2 separate regions of the Pan troglodytes genome follow, and region 2 is linked to region 1. A link is a contact called in public HiChIP or PLAC-seq data. All regions are on one chromosome and are shown on one strand. Each heading gives the region's core, a stretch centred on a gene start, on an enhancer-like site or on the middle of the called end of the contact. The rest is flanking DNA. Distances are from core to core; before and after follow the strand shown.

Region 1 (4,706 bases), core at 705-3,204:
GTGGCCTGCGCCTGTAATCCCAGCTACTCAGGAGGCTGAGGCAGAAGACTCGCATGAACCCGGGAGGGGGAGGTTGCAGTGGGCGGAGATCGTGTCATTGCACTCCCGCCTGGGCGACAGAGTGAGACACTGTGTCAAAAAAAAAAAAAAAAAAAGTGCTTAAGCTTGGTCAAGTCACTCTGAAGCTATCGGGAGAAAAATCAAGTGGCCCTAAGGAAAACATAGCCAATAAACCCAAGGAAACAAACTAGTTAACAGTTCTCACTACAGAAAGAATCCCCCACATAGAAGGCATTTGGACGATCAATATGCAGTGGAAGGCCTGGCGCGGTGGCTCACGCCTGTAATCCCAGCACTTTGGGAGGCCGAGGAGGATGGATCACGAGGTCAAGAGATCGAGACCATCCTGGCTAACACGGTGAAACTCCATCTCTACGAAAAATACAAAAAGTAGCCAGGTGTGGCGGGGCGCACCTGTAATAGAGCTACTCGGGAGGCTGAGGCTGTAGAATCACTTGAACCTGGGAGGCAGAGGTTGCAGTGAGCCAAGATGGCACCACTGCACTGCAGCCTGGGCGACCGAGCGAGACTCCGTCTCAAAACAACAACAAAACCCCAAAGAATGTTTCAATACGGTAAACAATTATGCATCTTGCAAAGGTTCTGGGGGGAAGGCAAGCAACATACTTAAAATATTAAGCCTTAACTTTTCCTGGATAGCCATTAAGAATCAAACAATTTGGAAAAATTCCTCTACACCTACTTAAGACTGTTTCAAATACTACGACTGAATCTTTCCAGCCTTTTAACACCACGCTGACAAGTCGGTTTAATAAAACGTAACTCTCCCCCAACCCCCGCCCGCCACAACTAATTAGCACTTTCAAAAAGTACTCGTTTTTCTGGTTACAGGGAAACCTCATGCTTCTCTAGTCCTGCAGGATGGTGAGGAAGGTTTGAGAAGAAATGGAGCGTCCGTGCTGGCCAATTACTGCACAGAAATAACACTTTTCCTTTTTGGCCAGGGGTGGGGGGAGAATCAAGTTTGAGGTCTCCACAGTTGATAACGCTACAACGATGACTAACGGGCTTCGGAACCACAGGCGATGCCGACCCTCCTCTGCTAGCCTTGCTCCCATCCCTCCCCCGATCCCTCCCCTAAAGGAAGCCTCGTGGCAATTCGGGTGATGAAACACCAAGCAACGGCCGGCCACGCACTCGGGACGCGCTCCTCGGCGGCGGCCCCGGCTCGTATCCACCCCCACCCGGTCCGCCCAGCCAGGGGGTGCACCGCCATAGAGGGTCCCAAGCCTGCACCCTCCCTGGCGTCGGGACTCCCCCGGGCCGGTCCGCCCCGGCCAACTTCCTCGAAGCCTCACGCGGACCAAACCTGGTCCCGGTCCCGCTGCCCCCGAGCCCCGAGTCACCTTCCCTATCACTCCATCCCGCCTCCCAGCCTGCACTCCAGATGGTCAGCCAGCGGAGCGGCGCGGCACGCAGAGAGCTGGGGGAGCGGCCCTCGTCCTTGTCGCCGTAGTCCTCCGCCACGGCCGCAGCTACAACGCCAGAGACGGAGCTGGCCGGGACCGCGCGCCTCTAGTCGCTCCGCGTCCCCTGGCACCTTCTCTTGCGTGGCGCCGGGCAGGCAGGCAGGCAAGCAAGCAAGCAAGCAAGCGGGCGGGGTCGGCGCCCCAGGAAGGGAAAGAGCGCGAGGGCCGGCTAACGCCGCCGCCGCCGCCGCAGCCGCCGCCGCCGCTGAGTCAGCGCGAAGCGCGCTCCCCGCGTCGGTGCCGCGCGGGCGGGCGCCGGCGCCAGCAGTCTCATGGAGAGTGCGGGCGGCAGCCCGCGGGCTGACGCCGGAGGCCTACAACTCCCAGCATGCAGCGAGCGGGCGGCGCTTCCGGGCGGCGAGGCGCACACGCGCTCCCTGGCGCTCGCCGGAAGGCGTGGTCGCCGGGGCTTGAGGTGCATGCCGGGATGAGGCATCCGGCCCAGGAGTCCCTACCCAGCTCCTAAATCCCCGGCTGTGTCTGCGTGGTGTCAGAGCTCAAGCGTCAGGTTCGCCCCGTGCATTCCACAAAGGGCTTCTAGTAGTTGAGAGTACGGATTCACGAATCAGGATGACGTGGTTCTAACCACGTGTGAGTCAATTTAATTGCTTGTCTACGGCCCCAAGTGTCCCGAGTACAGCAGTGTAAAGCTCTGATGAGTGCTGACAGGTTTTCAAAATTAATTAATTTATTTATTTATTTATTTATTCTTTGAGACGGAGTCTCGCTCTGTCGCCCAGGATGGGGTGCAATGGCGAGATCTTGGCTCACTGCAACCTCCGCCTCCGGGGTTCAAGCAGTTCTCCTGCATCAGCCTCCTGAGTAGCTGGGATGACAGGCGCGCGCCACCATGCCCAGCGAATTTTTGTATTTTTCGTAGAGACAGGGTTGCACCATGTTGGACAGGCTGATCTCGAACTCCTGACCTCAAGTGATCACCTGCCTCGGCCTCCCAAAGTACTGGGATTACAGGCGTGAGCCACGGTGTCCGGTCCAAAATTTATTTTAAACAGACTAAAATTTTGTCCATGAAAAGAAGGAGAGCATTCTTAGGAAGTCCTACTCACGGGATCTTTCCATGCTACTAAATGTCACTTCATTTATTTGGTCACAGATTTATTAATTTATTAATGCAACATAGAGGCAGTGTAGGCTTAGGCTGCCTCGACTTGACTGCCACTCCGCCTCCTCACTAGTTGACCTCAGGCACTTTAGTCTATCCATGCTTCAGTTTACTCGTATGTAAAATGGGGATTGTTAATAGTACCGACCTCAAAGGGTTTCTGTGAGGTTTGAGTTAATACATCTGTTTGACACACAATGTGCTCAATATTTACATTTCATTGTTGATTATTCAATATGTACTAAATACAGACTAGGTTGCTGCCACAGACTACAAACAAAACTTGGAGAGGGAGGAATGGTAAGAGCATAGAATAAAACTAATGTTTTAACAGCTACCTTTATTTAGCTGTCCAAGACACTACACCAGGCATTTCCTATATAAAATACCTTGAATCACTCTTGCATCATGTTTCTAATTTATGTGTTTAAAATGTCAGGCTAGTGGCTACAAGATGTCGCTAAAGGAGAACTGGGTTTTAATTTTTTCTTGTTTTTAGAGAAAGGGTCTCGCTCTGTTACCCAGTCTGGAGTAGAGTGGTCATAGCTCACTGCAGCCTTGACCTCCTGGGCTCAAGCAATCCTCCTGCCTCAGCCGCCCAAGGAGCTGGGACTACAGGTGCATACCATCATACCTGGCTATTTTTGTTTGTTTTTGTAGAGATGGGGACTTGCTCTGTTGCCCAGGCTGATCTCTAACTCCCAGGCTCAAATGAACCTCCCACCTCAGCCTCCCAAAGTGTTGGAATTACGAGTGTGAGTCCCTGTGTCAGGCCTTAATTTTCTTCACGCTGCTCTCAGTTGGCTTCCCAACGAAATAGGTTCTTTGTTGTTCTGGCATACAAATTTTCTTTTGATTGTAATCCTTGCATGCATTATGTTTCTACTATTCAAATTATTAATTATTCAAATTAATTATAAACAAGAAGTATCTCTTGTTTTACTTCTGAGAAAACCAAAGTCATGGTACTCTCAAGACTAGAGATAATTCAACAAAGCCTGTGAATCTCCCTCATTTGGAATCTCTCTGGGCCCAATCTGTTTTCCACTGCTAGGGCGCTGCTGCTAAAGCTATATCATATGAAACCACCCTCCCTAAAAGCTCAGGGACCATCTCCAAATAGGAGGGCGAGTGAAACTGTAAGAGCTGGATTGATGGGTGGAATCTGGAAGCTAAAGTAACTCCATCTTTGGTACTAATCTGCCATGTTGGTTTCTGATTAACCCTGTTCCCGGAAGGCCTCTAAGACTTCAAGTTGTGTGAGAGCACATACTGTAAATTCTGCCCTTACGTCAAAACAGCCTTGATGTTATTGTACTTCAGTTGTCTACACATCCTGATGTGGTTTGGCTGTGTCTCCACCCAAATCTCATCTTGAATTGTAATTCCCATAATCCCCTCATGTCATGGGCGGGATCAGGTGGATATAATTGAATCATGGGGTTGGTTTCCCCCACCCTGTTCTCGTAATAGTGAGTTTTCATGAGATCCGATGGTTTTATAAGGGGCTTCCCCCTTTGCTGGGCACTCATTCTTCTCTCCCCTGCCGCCATGTGAAGAATGATGTGTTTGCTTCCCCTTCTGCCATGATTGTAAGTTTCCTGAGGCCTCCTCAGCCCTGAGGTACTGTGAGTCAATTAAATCTCTTTCCTTTATAAATTACCCAGTCCCAGGCATTCCTTTATAGCAGTGTGAGAACAGACATAATACACATCCCTTCTGAATTACATATACCCTTTCCATATGGGGGTTAATGGTGAGGGGATCCACCATCTTGTTTCACTGCTGCTGGAGACACAGACATGGCTTTTTTCACAAGTTGCTATTGAATGTTTCTTTCTAAGAAAAAAAATCTCAGGCTAGGATTTCTGCCCTACCTATTTCAGTATATCTTTCAAGTCTAGCACAGTGCCAGCCTGCTAGTTTCAACTCAATAACTGAATCATTGCATGAATTCTTATATTAGCTGTGATGATCAACTGTGGAGTATGAAGGCCCAATACTAATCTTGGGCTGAGTGCCTCTGCAATCTG
Region 2 (4,706 bases), core at 959-3,458, 550 kb after region 1:
AAACACAGGTGTGTACATAGCAATCTTTATGAACTTTGCATTGAATGTGTCAAAGAACGGTGGCGATCCCAACATTCCATCCATTGTCTCAATCAGGAAAGCTACTCCTGAGACCTCAGGAAAGAGGAGGAAAAAATTCAACTAACACATATGTTTAAGAAACACTTCAGTAACAAAACAAAATACTTGTATTGGAGAGAAAATATATATATTTTTAATCACAAGGCATAGAAAGTAAAAATAATTAATCAGCCTTAATTAGGTTTCCTTCATTAGTTGACAATGTAAATGGATTGAAACTACTACTCAAATATTCAAACCTTCATTTTACATGCAAGTGGCTTCCAGCAAATGATAAAGCAATATTCCCATGTGAGTGTGAAAGATGGCAATGAATTCTGGCCCATTATAAAGGAAGAGTCAGATTCCACTAGTCACTGCTTCGTTTAACTGCCAGGCTTTTAGGGAGCTATTTAATAAAAGGGGTCTCGCCCTAATAAATTGTGAGCGGTGTAAATAGGTGAGTGGTGTAAATATCTGAAATAGCCTGCACTCAATGAGGCTGTAGACCGCTTGGGGTTCACAGACTTTACAAAAATCATTCCGTAAAAAAATTACGTAGTGACAATCCTACCATTTAAAAAGAATAATGATGGTGATAATAATAGCTGGACAGGATCCTCCACTGCTGCCTGCTTCCCACATAAGTTGCCCAGCTGAAGGTGGTTAAGTTAAAGCCAGTTCTCTCCCCATTAGAGATGCGGGCTGGCAGCTGGCGGGGGAAGTCACCCAGTTTCCAGCTCCCCGTGGGTTTGACGGGACTGGGATTGCAACTGGGAACTAACTGGCTTGTAGGAAGCCCAGGTGGCTCAGCCAGGGCTCGAGCTGTCCCCTCACCACCTTCCTCCCACGCAGACACCAAGTTAGAAACGCAACTCCACGAGCACAATGACAAGAAGGCACACAAAAGGAGCAAGGCAGCCGCTCCCATCCTTACCTTTGACTTGACTTTCATACTCGGCTATGATCTCTTTGTCCTTCTTGAATCGGCTCGGGGTGGACATTATCCAGCTGTTCCGGGTTTGCTTTCAATGGGCAAGTTTTGTTCAGTGGTCACAACCCGTTCTCCTTGGAGAGGCAGAGTTGTACTCCCACACGCAGGCAATCCAGAGGCAGCGCCGACCCGAGGGAAGGGAGGAGGGAGAGGAGAAGTAGGAGGAGGGGAAAAGGAGCGAGTAGAGAGGACTAGATTAGCCCGGACGCTGGCACCATACTCTCGAAATTGAGCTCCGTCGATAATCCCAGGGGATCCCCGGGGTCGCGGCTAGAGAGGCCGGACGCGCAGGCAAACTCCAGCCAGCGAGTGGCGGGGGACGTCTCCCTGCCCACCTCGCCGGGAGCCCGGCCACTTCCTCTACGGCCGCTGGGCGGGCGCGGGGCTCGCGCCGGCGCTCCGCACCATTGTTCGAGACCCGCACCGGGCGCCCGGCACAGGGCCAGCGGCGGAGGGCAGGCGCTGGGAACGCGCCCCGCTCGGGCGCCACAACCCTCCCTTCCTGCCTCCAGCTGCCGGCTCCGGCGCTCAAGGGTCCCGCCCGGGCTGGGGATGCTGCTGCCACGGCCGCCGCTCCTCTGCCCGCAGACACTGCCGCTACAGCTCGGCAGGCGAAAGGAAACGCAGTCCTGACGCGAGTCCCCGCTGCTGCTGAGAGGGTGAAGGCGGCGACGCTCAGACGCGCCCTGGGCACAGCCGCGGCGGAGTTTAGGTCTCCAGAGCCGGCGCCGCGAGGGGCCTCTGCCTCCCTGGCCGCGGTGCGCCGAGGCTGCCTTTCTCTGCGTCCCCCTTTCCGCTGCTGCCCCCAGGAGGCCGCTAGTGACAGGCACACTCGCACACGCACGCGGGAGCCGCGCCCCCGGCGGCAGCAAAGTTGAGGGTGCGCACACGGCTCGCGCCTCGCGGGCGCCCGGCTAGCGATCTGCGGGCGGTGGCTCCTCGGGGCTCCGCCAGGCGGGGCCAGGCTCGCGGGAGCGGACCGCGCTCCGGCCTGTGCCCTTCTCCGTCCAAGCCCCCGCCCCTGCTCCGCTAGGAAACGCCTGGCTGGTCCGGGAAGATGGATGCCTCTTGTGGCCAACCGCAGCCCGGCCCCGCGCGCCGAGCCCAGGAGGCCGTGGGCGGCGCCCCCGGCACCTCCCTCCGCCGAGGCCCCGCACCTCCCTCCGCCGAAGCCCCGCTCCACCGCTGGCCGAGGTCGCGGCTCCGGCGGCAGGAAAACCCCTTCCTGACCTGAGGGACCGCCTTCTGGCTCTGGCGGGGGCTCTGGTGGGGCTTTTGCCAGAATCTAATGGGGAAGTCCAGAGTTGGATGTATCCATGACACAAAGGGATGTTACTCCGAGACGCTGGACCCCAATAGAAAAACTGAACACTGAATTGTGAATGACCTGGCTGTTAATCCAAAGAGCGCGAAGCTCTTCAGTCGAGGCGGAGAAAAACACCCACCTTGAACACCATATCCTCTATTCCTACAGTAGCTAGGGAAGCTAGGATGGTGGGAAAGCGATGGTATGGAAACACGTCACACTTAACGGCGTTGTTAGCTTATTTATTTACTAAACTCCAGATATTATTCCAATTTTACCAATTTTTTCGACTAGTGTCATTTTTTCTTTTCCAAGATCCAACACAGGACACTACATTGCACTTAGTACTTTTACGGTTGTTTTTGTTTTTGTTTTTTGATTTTGTTTTTTGGGGGTTTTTTTTGAGACGGGGTCTCACTCTCGCCCAGGCTGGAGTGCAGCGGCACGAGCTCCGCTCACTGCAACCTCCGCCTCCCGGGTTCAAGTGATTCTCCTGGCTCAGCCTCCAGAGTAGGTGTGACTACAGGCGCCCGCCACCGTGCCTGGGTAATTTTTGTATCTTCAGTAGAAACAGGGTTTTGCCATGTTGGCCAGGCTGGTCTTGAACTCCTGACCTCAAGTGATCCACTCACCTCGGCCTCCCAAAGTGGTAGGATTACAGGTGTGAGCCACGGCGCCCGGCCACGTTTTTAATAGATACCTTTTACAAGATCTATCGTGTCTAGTCTCTTTTTATTTTATTTGTTTGTTTGTTTTCATTTTAGTACAGACGGGGGTCTCCCTATGTTGTCCAGGTTGGTCTCAAACTCTAGTCTCTTTTTGAACAATATAACGAAGAATTTACCTTGCCATCTTTGCATGGTTCAGGTGTTGTGTTAAGTACTTTAAATCCATCCTTGCCAGCCTTTTAAATTTTTTTTTATTATTTTTACTTTTTTGTAGAGATGAAGCCTTGCTGTATGGCCCAGGCTGGTCTCAAACTCCTGGCCTCAAAAGATTCTGGCTGGGCACGGTGGTTTACACCAGTAATCCCAGCACTTTGGGAGGCCGAGGTGGGCAGATCACAAGGTCAAGAGTCCGAGACCAGCCTGGCCAACATGGTGAAACCCCATCTCTACTAAAAATATAAAACTTAGCCGGGCATGGTGGCATGTGCCTATAATCCCAGCTACTCAGGAGGCGGAGGCAGGAGAATCGCTTGAACCCAGGAGGTGGAGGTTGCAGTGAGCCAAGATTGCACCACTGCACTCCAGCCTGGGCGACAGAGGGAGACTCCTTCTCAAAAAAAAAAAAAAAAAAAAAAATCCTCCAACCTCAGCCTCCCAAAGCACTGGGATTACAAGCATCAGCCACCACACCTGGTTCTGTTAGCCTTTTTGACTCACACCACTTGAGATATTTACTGACTCCTTTCAAATCAATTCTCAAATATTATGGGCCTGATTTATCAAAATGATGTGTCCAAAGGTGTGTCCCCTCAAGTGTTTTCCCCATAAGATCTAAAGAAAGTAGGGACTTTTAGACTTCGATCATTCTTTCATGTATCCAGTGATTGGCTCTCCAGTTCTTAACTGTGTGCCAAACACCAAGCTAGGAACTAGGGATTCAAAGATTAAGACTGCCGGAAAGGATCATGCAGTCTATTACTGTATAAATAAATAATTACAAGCAGTACAATAATGCTGTAAGAGATAGAAATACTCCCAGTCTTGGGAGCACTGGGGATGGAAAAACAGACTGCATAAGAGGATTGGGTGTAAGAGTTCGCAGAGGAGTGGTTTTGAGCTGGATTTAAAGGATGAATAGTAAGTAGCTGGCAACTTCAGGGAGGAAAAGGGATGCATTCCAGGGAAAAGGAAGAGTGTTACACTCTAGAGGAATTGCAAATAGAGTGACAAGATATCTTCCACTAAGATACCAGATCTCTGATAGATGGTGAAAAATAATGTAAAACATTATAATATATGTATATGCATGTGTCAGCTGATAGTATGTGGGTATGTGGACATTGTTAATTGCACTGCTTTTTTAAAAACTAATTTTAGCAAGTTTTTTTACTTTATAGCAACAGAATATATGTAAAGAAAATATGCCAATTTTTTTTTAAGTTTTTTTTTTAGTCTTTTTTTCATTTTACCACACAGGCAGTTATACTATGGCACCCCTGGCTGCCCTAATTTCACGTGGAGCTGTCTTATGTAAGAGTGTACGGTGAAGAGAAAGCAGAGGCTGGAAGGAAGGTCAGGGCCAGCTGGGAGAGTCCTCCTGTGCCATGCTAAGATCTTGGACACAGTTCTGCAGACAGCAGGGAGCCTTTTAAGTAGAGAAGTATTACGATCAGATTTG

What was found. HiChIP or PLAC-seq counts read pairs in DNA pulled down with a chosen protein or histone mark.
Region 2: a contact with region 1 is called in an H3K4me3 HiChIP or PLAC-seq map of stem cell-derived excitatory neurons, with 6 times the contacts expected there. The contact joins the promoter of SRGAP1 here to the promoter of XPOT in region 1. A contact is called at or near these places in 1 of 7 Hi-C or Micro-C datasets (stem cell-derived neural progenitor cells), 1 of 1 datasets of contacts at active chromatin or transcription factors (stem cell-derived excitatory neurons) and 1 of 1 other capture datasets (stem cell-derived neural stem cells).

The regions. Positions count from the first base shown.
Region 1 is chr10:31,640,323-31,645,028 of NHGRI_mPanTro3-v2.0_pri, forward strand. It overlaps XPOT (exportin for tRNA), which reads right to left and starts at 1,955. Exons shown (of 25, transcript XM_016923101.4): 1 at 1,428-1,955.
Region 2 is chr10:32,191,668-32,196,373 of NHGRI_mPanTro3-v2.0_pri, forward strand. It overlaps SRGAP1 (SLIT-ROBO Rho GTPase activating protein 1), which reads right to left and starts at 2,209. Exons shown (of 21, transcript XM_016923110.4): 1 at 998-2,209. The coding sequence starts at 1,064.